Linked DNA regions of Mus musculus: all the other regions are linked to region 1. The links are chromatin contacts, called in public HiChIP or PLAC-seq and Micro-C maps. All regions are on one chromosome and are shown on one strand. Each heading gives the region's core, a stretch centred on a gene start, on an enhancer-like site or on the middle of the called end of the contact. The rest is flanking DNA. Distances are from core to core; before and after follow the strand shown. Region 1 holds the start of Smc3 (structural maintenance of chromosomes 3). Region 2 overlaps Gm30234 (a long non-coding RNA gene). Region 3 overlaps Xpnpep1 (X-prolyl aminopeptidase (aminopeptidase P) 1, soluble).

Region 1 (2,700 bases), core at 34-2,533:
TACTTTTTCTTTTTTTTTTTTTTTTCCCTCAAACTTTGGGTGGAATTTGGCCAGAGTTTCAGATAAAGGATTCCCAGTAGGGCACAAGATTTGCCCTTCCTCGTAGACATGTTGAGGGTGAGAACTGCCTCAGGAAGCAGGAATGGTGACCAGGACCTTATTAGGTCGTCCAGGTTTGTTTGTTTATTTCCCAGTAGGCAATTTTAGAGTTGCCCAGAACTCTACTCCCTACACTGATTGTATACATTTAGCCGGGCAGTGATGGCATAAGCCTTTAATCCCAGCACTGGGGAGGCAGAGGCAGGCAGATCCTGAGTTTGAGGCCTGCCTGGTCTACAGAGCGAATTCTAGGAAAGCCAGGGCTAAAAAAAATCCTATACATTTAGGGACTGACCCTAGTACCTACCTATTTCTTTTCTTTCTCTCTCTTACTTTCTTTTCGAGACAGGGTTTCTCTGTGTAGCCCTGGCTGTCCTGGAACTCACTTTGTAGACCAGGCTGGCCTCGAACTCAGAAATCCGCCTGCCTCTGCCTCCCGAGTGCTGGGATTAAAGGCGTGCACCACCACCCCGGCTCCTTTTTTTTTTTTTTTTTCTTTTTTCTTTTTTTTTTAATTTACCTATTTCAAGAAATTTATTTGTGGCAATTGTACAGGTCTTTCTATAAGGAGTTTAAAGTCATCCTTAGCTACAAGGTGAAATCGGGGCTTGGAAAACTAAAGACAACCTCCCTAAATCAATCCCTTCAAATGTCCTAGCGTCCTCCAGTTCTCTCAGAGCCGTCAGGAGGCTCGGAACCAGCAGGAGGCGCTCTGAGCTAATAAAGAGAATAATGGAAGCGCGGAGGTTCTGAGCTCAGAACCCCAGGCAGTCACAATGAGACCTACATTCAAGTCGGGCGCTAGGCTGACAGGCCACGTCCTTTTTAAGCGGCCCGGCGACCACGTGACCTCCGGCGCGCTCGGCGATTGGCTCCGCTCGTCTCACTCCAGGCTTTGGCGCCGAGCAGGCCCCGCCCCTCACGGGCGCGACCATAGTCCGTGCGTCCGGAGGTAGTTCCTGCCGGCCTCTGGAGCGGGGCTCCTCCGAGTCGGACTCCCAAGTGATTCTCAGCAAAACAAGAGGATAAGAAAATCCTTTTCTCAGATCAGGTCCGTCTAAGAGGGCCGCGGGAGAGGGGCCTTTCCTACGCGACAGAGTGGAACCGGCCCAGACTCCCCCTGCGATCCGCATCGCTTCCATCGTGGTTCCGCCCGACGCGCGGGCCCCGCCTCCGCGGCCGCCGCCATTTTGTTTGGCCACAGGGGGAGCGAGCGGGAGCGAGCGGAGCGCTGTGAGGAGGGGGCTGTCTTGCTCGTCTTCCGAGCCTGCGGCCGCGCTGCTGCGGTGCTGAGGCGACGCCTTCCCCCTGCCGAGGGGCGCGGAGCCATGTACATCAAGCAGGTAAGGGCCGTGAGAGGCGGCGGGGTGTCCCGGAGCGCGCCGCGGGTGGGTTAGGGCCGGCCTGGGCTTGGGGGGGCGGGGAGGAGCGGGGCCCTGACGAGCCGAGCGCCGGGCTGCAGTCGGCGCTTTCCCCCGGGGCGCGGTGCGTGGAGCCGAGCGGAGCCGAGCGGGACCGGGCGCGGCGGGCTGCAGGCGGAGGCCCGGCTTCCTCGGGCGCCGCGGGCTGCTGCGAGCTGCTGGGAGGCCGCGTCGTTCTGCAGGCAGGCATGGCGGTGCATGGACCGCCTTCGCGAGGCCCCGGGCTGGGCTGCAGGCTCTCTCCGCCTTGCCTCAGGCTTTGCCCCAGCAGGGCGGACCCTCGCAGCAGGTCGCGTCGCGCCTGCTCACTCGGTTGTTTACTTCTGTCAAAATGCTCTTCCCGCGCGCGAGCGCCGAGCCCCCGGGACACGCGCTGGGCGACGTTTTTCTATTGGACGGGTCAGGCTCGGAGCGTTGCGATCCTATCTATCCCCTTTTCACTTAATTTTTATTATCTTATTTCTTTTTCTCAATGGACTCATTGGGGCTGGCCAGTGGTTTGACTGAAGGATGCCCTCTCACTGGGCTCGCAGGCTGGCAAGCTGCGACCAGCTCGCTCGCCCGCCCGCTCGCCTGCCTGCTGTCTGGACCTTTACTGTCGTGCAGAGCTCGGGGTCGAAGCCGCTGGGTTTGGAGAGCTTCTCCCAGAGCAGCCCTGCACCAGCAAGGGTTGCAGGCCATGTCGGAAGGGGTTTAGCGAATCTTTAACTTGCTTGCTCCCGATCGCAATGGTCTCCGCCGAGTGGACCGTTTCTGTCTTGCCTTGCGTGAGAAGCAAGAGACGGAGAAGGAAAGAATGTTGCCCTAGAAGTGCTTTCTGTGTTCTCAAGGGTTGTCTCTTCTTTAATAGGTGATCATCCAGGGCTTCCGAAGTTACCGAGACCAAACAATTGTAGATCCCTTCAGCTCCAAACATAATGTCATCGGTAAGTAAGTGTTCTTGGTTTACCATGTTAGACTTAGAATTGCTACCGATAGACGTGACAGGCCAGGGGAGACGGGAGTTGTCTTTGAATGTTAATATTCCTCCATGGGATTACCTGTTTCGTGTCTGCACCGATGAATTGCTTATTTTATAAAAATAAAATTTTTGTGTAACTCAGACGGATAAATCATTTTGGAGCCCAGTGGTGTAAGTTAAGTAGTGGAATGTTTGCCTAGCGTGTGTGTGTGTGTGTGT
Region 2 (2,700 bases), core at 24-2,523, 540 kb before region 1:
TGCTAGGATTAAAAGCAAGCACCACCATGCCCGGCCAAACACATATTCTTTTTAAAAAAAGTTTGATGAACTCAACTGCACAAAAATATCTTAGAAGGAAGCAGAAATAGCAACAGCAAACTTGCTGTAAACAGCGTAAGAAATTACATCATAACGTCGGCAGGTTCATTTTGGCAGGATCTGTGACACTCCCTTGTAAGCTGTATTCCTTGCATCCTTGTAACCACCCCTCTAAGACAATGCTAATTGAAACTAATATTTGAAGACATTCGGGCACTTGCCTACAGGCATTTCACTGTAGGAAGTAAGAGTCAAGTTCAAGAAGCAGTTGAACTCAGGAGGATCTGGCTTCTAAGAGTTTGTCAATAACCAAGGACACAGAAGGTTAGGGGTCTGAACTGAGGAGTAAGATTGGGGTCCAGCTTTCTTTCTCCACAGTGTTTTCAGATAGAGCAGGTAACTACAGTTATGGTGCCCAGTACTCTTAAACCAATGGCAGGCACAGCAGCAGTCCTGCACTCTGATTGGTCCTGGTCTCTGGAGGCGGCCCAACAGCTAAGCCAATCGAACTGCTGATCACAGCTCCTCCCACCTAAGGACCCTTCCCTTCCTCCTTAATCCAAGGTCAAGATGGATCGAAAATAGCGTGTCTTCCCTAGACTGTCCCGTGAAACTTTCCCCAAAGTGACTGTTCATTTTGCCCTGTCCAGCGTGGCGACCACTGAGTCGCGGATGACTGCAGGGATAAACATGACTAAAAGCTTCTGCCTGTGGCTAGCAGCTACCACACGGGACAGCACTACGTTGACGTTGTTTTGATTAGATTTCTTCCAGAGCTGAGTACAGCGGTTGATTGGTTTTTCTGTTTGACTTCTGTGAATCTTGTCTTTGGATGTGATCCATTAAGCATAAGAAAAGAATTAAAAACAAGGAAAGTCTACTTGTGTGGCCCAACGGATCAGTGCTGAGCCCAGAAGAGACTCATCACAACGAATTCCTATTAACAACAGTTTCTGGTTCAAAATAACAGAAGGAGAAAACACAGCCTAGGGCACTTGGAACCCTAAGTAGCAGATGTTCCGGCTTCAAGGTCCAGGTAGAATGTGGATTCCAGGAAGAAGCTAATAGCTTTATTGTGGAACAAGCCCTCACTTAGGACCCAGCTGAGGGCAGACATTAGTTCTGGCCAAGTATTCAGAGCCCTCTGTCATTCCCTATAATCCTCCTGCGGCTCAGTGCTGCCACAGCGTTCCACAGTACAGGTCCAAACCGGAATCTGGAGAGGCTCATATTCCAAAAGTCAGAGGGAGCGGCAATGCCTGGGGCACTAACTATGGGAATAGAGTATGGCTTGCCTGAAGGCCTTGAACTCTGATTCCCCGTAGGAAGGCCCACTGCACAGTGGCTGAGACTTTTTCTGAAGAGATAACAGACTAGCAGAAGGTGACAGAGCAGAAGCTGAGCTGGGGACACCTCTGACGTGGGCCCTATCACCAAACCTTGTCCCTTAGGGCCTGTACGGAAGTTGCTGTGAGACAGCAGTCGGGGTAGGGCAGTGCCAACTGGGGCACTATCAGCAACAGACAAAAGAGGCTGTAGGGGCCCCTGTGGCAAGAGGACACAGCAGTACAGGGCTAAGAAGACTATTAAAGAAAGGTTTCCTCTCAAGTCCCAGGTTTAATGGTGACTTTTAGACAGATGACAGTAATGTTACAAGACAAAGACAGGAATGAACTAGAGGTTGAGGGGCCCGGGTATCATGCCTCAGAGGTCTGTCTACACATTAAGCAGTCCAGGAAGTACTTGTGTACGGTATGGAGAGGCTCTGGCTCCTTTCCTTAGGGTAAGGTGAGAGATGAAGATAAAGAGAGATAGCCTCTATCACACAGGATGTCCCATCTGCGCCCAGAGGATGTCTCTAGGCTGGATCCGCTCGAACAGCAAAAGCAGGAACTTATCTGGCTCCTGAGCGCGTTACAGAAGACCCCCTGACATGGGATCAGTCCTTCCTGATCTGGGAAGAGGAAGAGAAAGAGTCTGGGGTTCTTATGCTGCATCTAACATGTCCCCACATCTGCGTCCCCCACCACATATACACACCTAGCCAAAGACAGGAGGTGAAATGTTCTGATAAAAAACGGGAGTGGGGGCAGTTGCCATCTCTCTGTAAGCCCCTTCAGGAGACAGGCCGGACTGAGCCTCCTTTCTTCTGCTTTCTTTCTCCTTCACCTCCAGGCTCCGCCTCTGCACATGGCTCCCCAGTGATTCCCCACTCACATCTCTCCTTCATCAATTGCTCGACAGACGCTATCGACCCTTAGATGCTGAATGGCGCGGAACCAACTAAGGGTCCATCTCTGTGATGTTCCTCTTTCAGGGACTTTTCTCATGAAGCTTTTCTGGCTGGTTTTGTGTGTCAACTTGACACAAAGCTGAAGTTATCACAGAGAAAGGAGCCTCCCTTGAGGAAATGCCTCCATGAGATCCAGCTGTTAGGCATTTTCTCCATTAGTGATCAAGAGGGGAGGGCTTAGGCCATTGTGGGTAGTGCCAGTCCTGGGTTCTATAAGAAAGCAGGTTGAGCAAGCCAAGGGAAGCAAGCCAGTAAGCAGCACCCCTCCATGGCCTCTGTATCAGCTCCTGCCTCCAGGTTCCTGCCCTGTGTGAGTTCCAGACCTGACTTCCTTTGGTGATAAACAG
Region 3 (2,778 bases), core at 249-2,748, 600 kb before region 1:
AACTGAATAGCAGCAAACAAGGAAGAGGAGAGTCCTAAAAGGTGGAGACTTGAGGACTCAGAGGGGGCGAGGCCTCTGGGATCTTATCTCCCACTCCAGACTCCACAGACAAATGGGTGGACTCGAGACCTCTGGGAAAACTGTCTCCCCTGCTCAGACTCCTGTGCAGAGGCAAATGCAAGGCCAGGCCTGTGCTGCTCCATCTGCATGCCTTACGCGTAGTGGATGATGGCGCCGTTGGGTCCCGTGCTGGAAATCGTTGGGAAGCTCAGATCCACAAAGTCAGCCTGCTGCCTGGAACACAGACAAGAGCAGAGTCTCTGGAAGGTCTGCACTGAGCTGGGAACTAAGGCCCTCCCCGCACACTCAGCTGGCCAAGGAGTCAGCACAAGGTCCCTGGGCCTCCTCATCAGACACTTACCTTCGAAATTCCTCGGCCTTGTCAGCCGCAGAGATCTCCGTAACGCCACCTTTGGGAACCTGCAAGAAAAAAAAAGTGCTTAGCAATCATCGGAGTCACTCGTGTTCCAGACCCGTGAAAGAGGTTCCTTAGACAGCCGACTTGTGCTCAGTTCTCACACCCGGAGGGCCCACTCTTCAGGATACATTGTGTCTCCTCTCTAACAGGGAGGGAACTCTGGCAGGCTCCCAGCACAGCTGTGTAAAGTGGAAGGGTTTCTAGCCACTTAATGTTTCACGGGACTCTTCTGTCACAGCACCATATAATACCCAAACCTGGCAAAATGTACTGCATCTAAGTTTAGAATTGAAAAGCATCCCCTACTAAAGGCAAGTAGGGCCGGAGGAATGAAACAGGCAAAGATAGCACAGGGCTGTAACAAAGGGAGAAGAAAGAAGATCAACCAGCCACAGAAGAATAGCTAAGTAAGACGATCTGGCCGCTGGACGCAGCGCAGTCACCGCCCGGATCTTTTCTTCAGACTGCGAAGCCCATGGCCAGTGCTCACACTACATGTTCACACAAGGGTAAAATACACAAGCCACAAAAACCTAGCTGTAACCACAAGGAAAACAAAATGACTTGCAAAGACCAAACGGCTGAAGCGTGGAGAAACTGTGGCCACACTAGAAGACATGAGGAGAGCCCACTCTTGCCAGGACCAGCAGCTCCTCGTCATTTAAAGGGAGAATGAGGCTATTTAATAGCAGCACAAAGAAACCAACCTCTTGTCCGCTCCAGGTATGGGTGGGAAATTAATGGCCAAGAGTCGATTTAATGTAAAAAGTTTTATGGTTTAAAGTTCAAACAACTCACACCAAGCGAGCGTCCTCCCAACACACCCAGCTGACCTGTGACTTGGGAGGGCCACCTTCCCTAGCCCCTTCTTTATGACTCTCTAACACGGATGCACAGACTTATAGAACACAGTGCCACAGAAAACACTAAGATCGGATGAACGCGTTAGGCCACAGGAGCCCAGGAAGGCCACGGCTGTGCCATAGAGTGCTTTTACAGCCACGTGTTCAACGAAGATAAGAACCAACCTCTTGCTCCAGCCAGTTGAAGAGTTCGCAGAGGGCAACGGCATCTTTAATCTGCGAAAACCACAGAGTTGGGTAATGAGATTCAGGTCCCAGTCCCATGGTGGTCTCACACACACACACACACACACACACACACACACACACACACACATATACACACACACCCCACACTCTCCACAGCAGCCCTCCAGCTTCCATGCTGTGGTGGAGTTCCTGGAAGCCTTCTGTAGCACTTCCCATTACTGGGCCAGAAGGCTGCCCAGCTCTTCATCAGCTGAGGCTCAGTCAGGAGGAGTTCCACTGAGCACACAGACAGCTCCTCTAACCAGTGAACTCCCACCCTGCACGGGCCAGGAATGACAGACTATGGTCAGTCTCTGTCACCCTCAGATCTTGCTAGCCTCACCTTCTGCCTGATTCTTCTTCTTTCTCATTACACCACAGCCCCACCACCCTGTACACTGCATGGGGGCGGGGAGCACGTAGGGTGCGTGCGTGTGTGCGTGCGTGCGTGCACGCATGTAACGTTTATAGGTGTTTTGCTTGCACGGGTGGCCATGCACTGTGTGCCCAGCGCCCACAGAGGTGAGACAATAGCATCAGATCTCCTGGGACTAGAATTACAGAAAGTTATGAGTTGGCATATGTGCTGGGATTGAACCTGTGACCACCAAAAGAGCAGCCAGTGCTCTTAACCATCTCTTCAGCCTGCTTTCTTTGTATTTTGTGTTGTATTTCACAAAATTTTAATACATTCAATTTTATTGTTTTTCGTTTTTGAAATAGGTCCCACTATATAAGCTGATACTCAAATTCACAATCCTCCTGCCTTAGATTCACAAGTAGCTAGGATTTCATGCCTACATGCCCAACACAATCATTTCATGCTCCCACTGACTCTGGAAAACCTGAGGACGTAGGCCCAGGGCCAGAGAGGGGGAGAGCACGGGGTCCTTCTGACCACCCCCACCCTGTCTCCCACCCCAGCCACTCGACTCACGTGAGCCCGCCTCATGCCGTCCGACTCAGCGGAGTTCTTCACGGCTTTGGCAATGCAGATGGGTGTGTAAGGCATACAGCAGCGGTGATCCTAGGGCAAGACACAGAAGATGAGCAACAGGCTGCTCGGCGGCCGGCAGATGAATCACACAGTCTGAGACAACCCATTTGAAGGGCCTCTGCTCGGAACCTGTGCCCTGCAGTCCTGTCACGGCAGCTGATGCTCGGACGTGTTCAGCACAGCGTGAGTTCACCCACAGTAAGTTAAACCCA

What was found. Hi-C and Micro-C count contacts between places; a contact is called where the count stands out from the background. HiChIP or PLAC-seq counts read pairs in DNA pulled down with a chosen protein or histone mark.
Region 2: an H3K27ac HiChIP or PLAC-seq map of embryonic stem cells shows a contact between it and region 1, with 2.2 times the contacts expected there. The contact joins the enhancer-like site here to the promoter of Smc3 in region 1. A contact is called at or near these places in 5 of 39 promoter capture datasets (hippocampal neurons, liver, pre-B cells and 1 more), 2 of 484 Hi-C or Micro-C datasets (B cells and embryonic stem cells), 5 of 115 datasets of contacts at active chromatin or transcription factors (embryonic stem cells and large pre-B cells) and 2 of 9 other capture datasets (adipose tissue and liver).
Region 3: a Micro-C map of the G1E-ER4 cell line shows a contact between it and region 1. The contact joins the enhancer-like site here to the promoter of Smc3 in region 1. A contact is called at or near these places in 2 of 484 Hi-C or Micro-C datasets (both in the G1E-ER4 cell line), 3 of 115 datasets of contacts at active chromatin or transcription factors (bone marrow-derived macrophages, craniofacial prominence and embryonic stem cells) and 1 of 9 other capture datasets (liver).

The regions. Positions count from the first base shown.
Region 1 is chr19:53,599,113-53,601,812 of GRCm38.p6, forward strand. Smc3 (structural maintenance of chromosomes 3) reads left to right here and starts at 1,284. Exons shown (of 29, transcript NM_007790.3): 1 at 1,284-1,442; 2 at 2,371-2,446. The coding sequence starts at 1,428.
Region 2 is chr19:53,057,633-53,060,332 of GRCm38.p6, forward strand. All of the region lies in intron 2 of Gm30234 (a long non-coding RNA gene), which reads right to left. Among named protein-coding and RNA genes, the nearest start is that of 1700054A03Rik, 17 kb to the right of the region's middle. Within about 2 kb of position 1,274, at least 54 of the 459 cell types and tissues checked have an H3K27ac peak or open chromatin away from gene starts, as enhancers often do. A contact at or near this core is called in embryonic stem cells, where this site is marked.
Region 3 is chr19:53,002,258-53,005,035 of GRCm38.p6, forward strand. It overlaps Xpnpep1 (X-prolyl aminopeptidase (aminopeptidase P) 1, soluble), which reads right to left. Exons shown (of 20, transcript NM_001374834.1): 10 at 2,507-2,596; 11 at 1,507-1,557; 12 at 422-480; 13 at 217-294. Among named protein-coding and RNA genes, the nearest start is that of Mir6407, 7.1 kb to the right of the region's middle. Within about 2 kb of position 1,499, at least 24 of the 459 cell types and tissues checked have an H3K27ac peak or open chromatin away from gene starts, as enhancers often do. A contact at or near this core is called in the G1E-ER4 cell line, where this site is marked.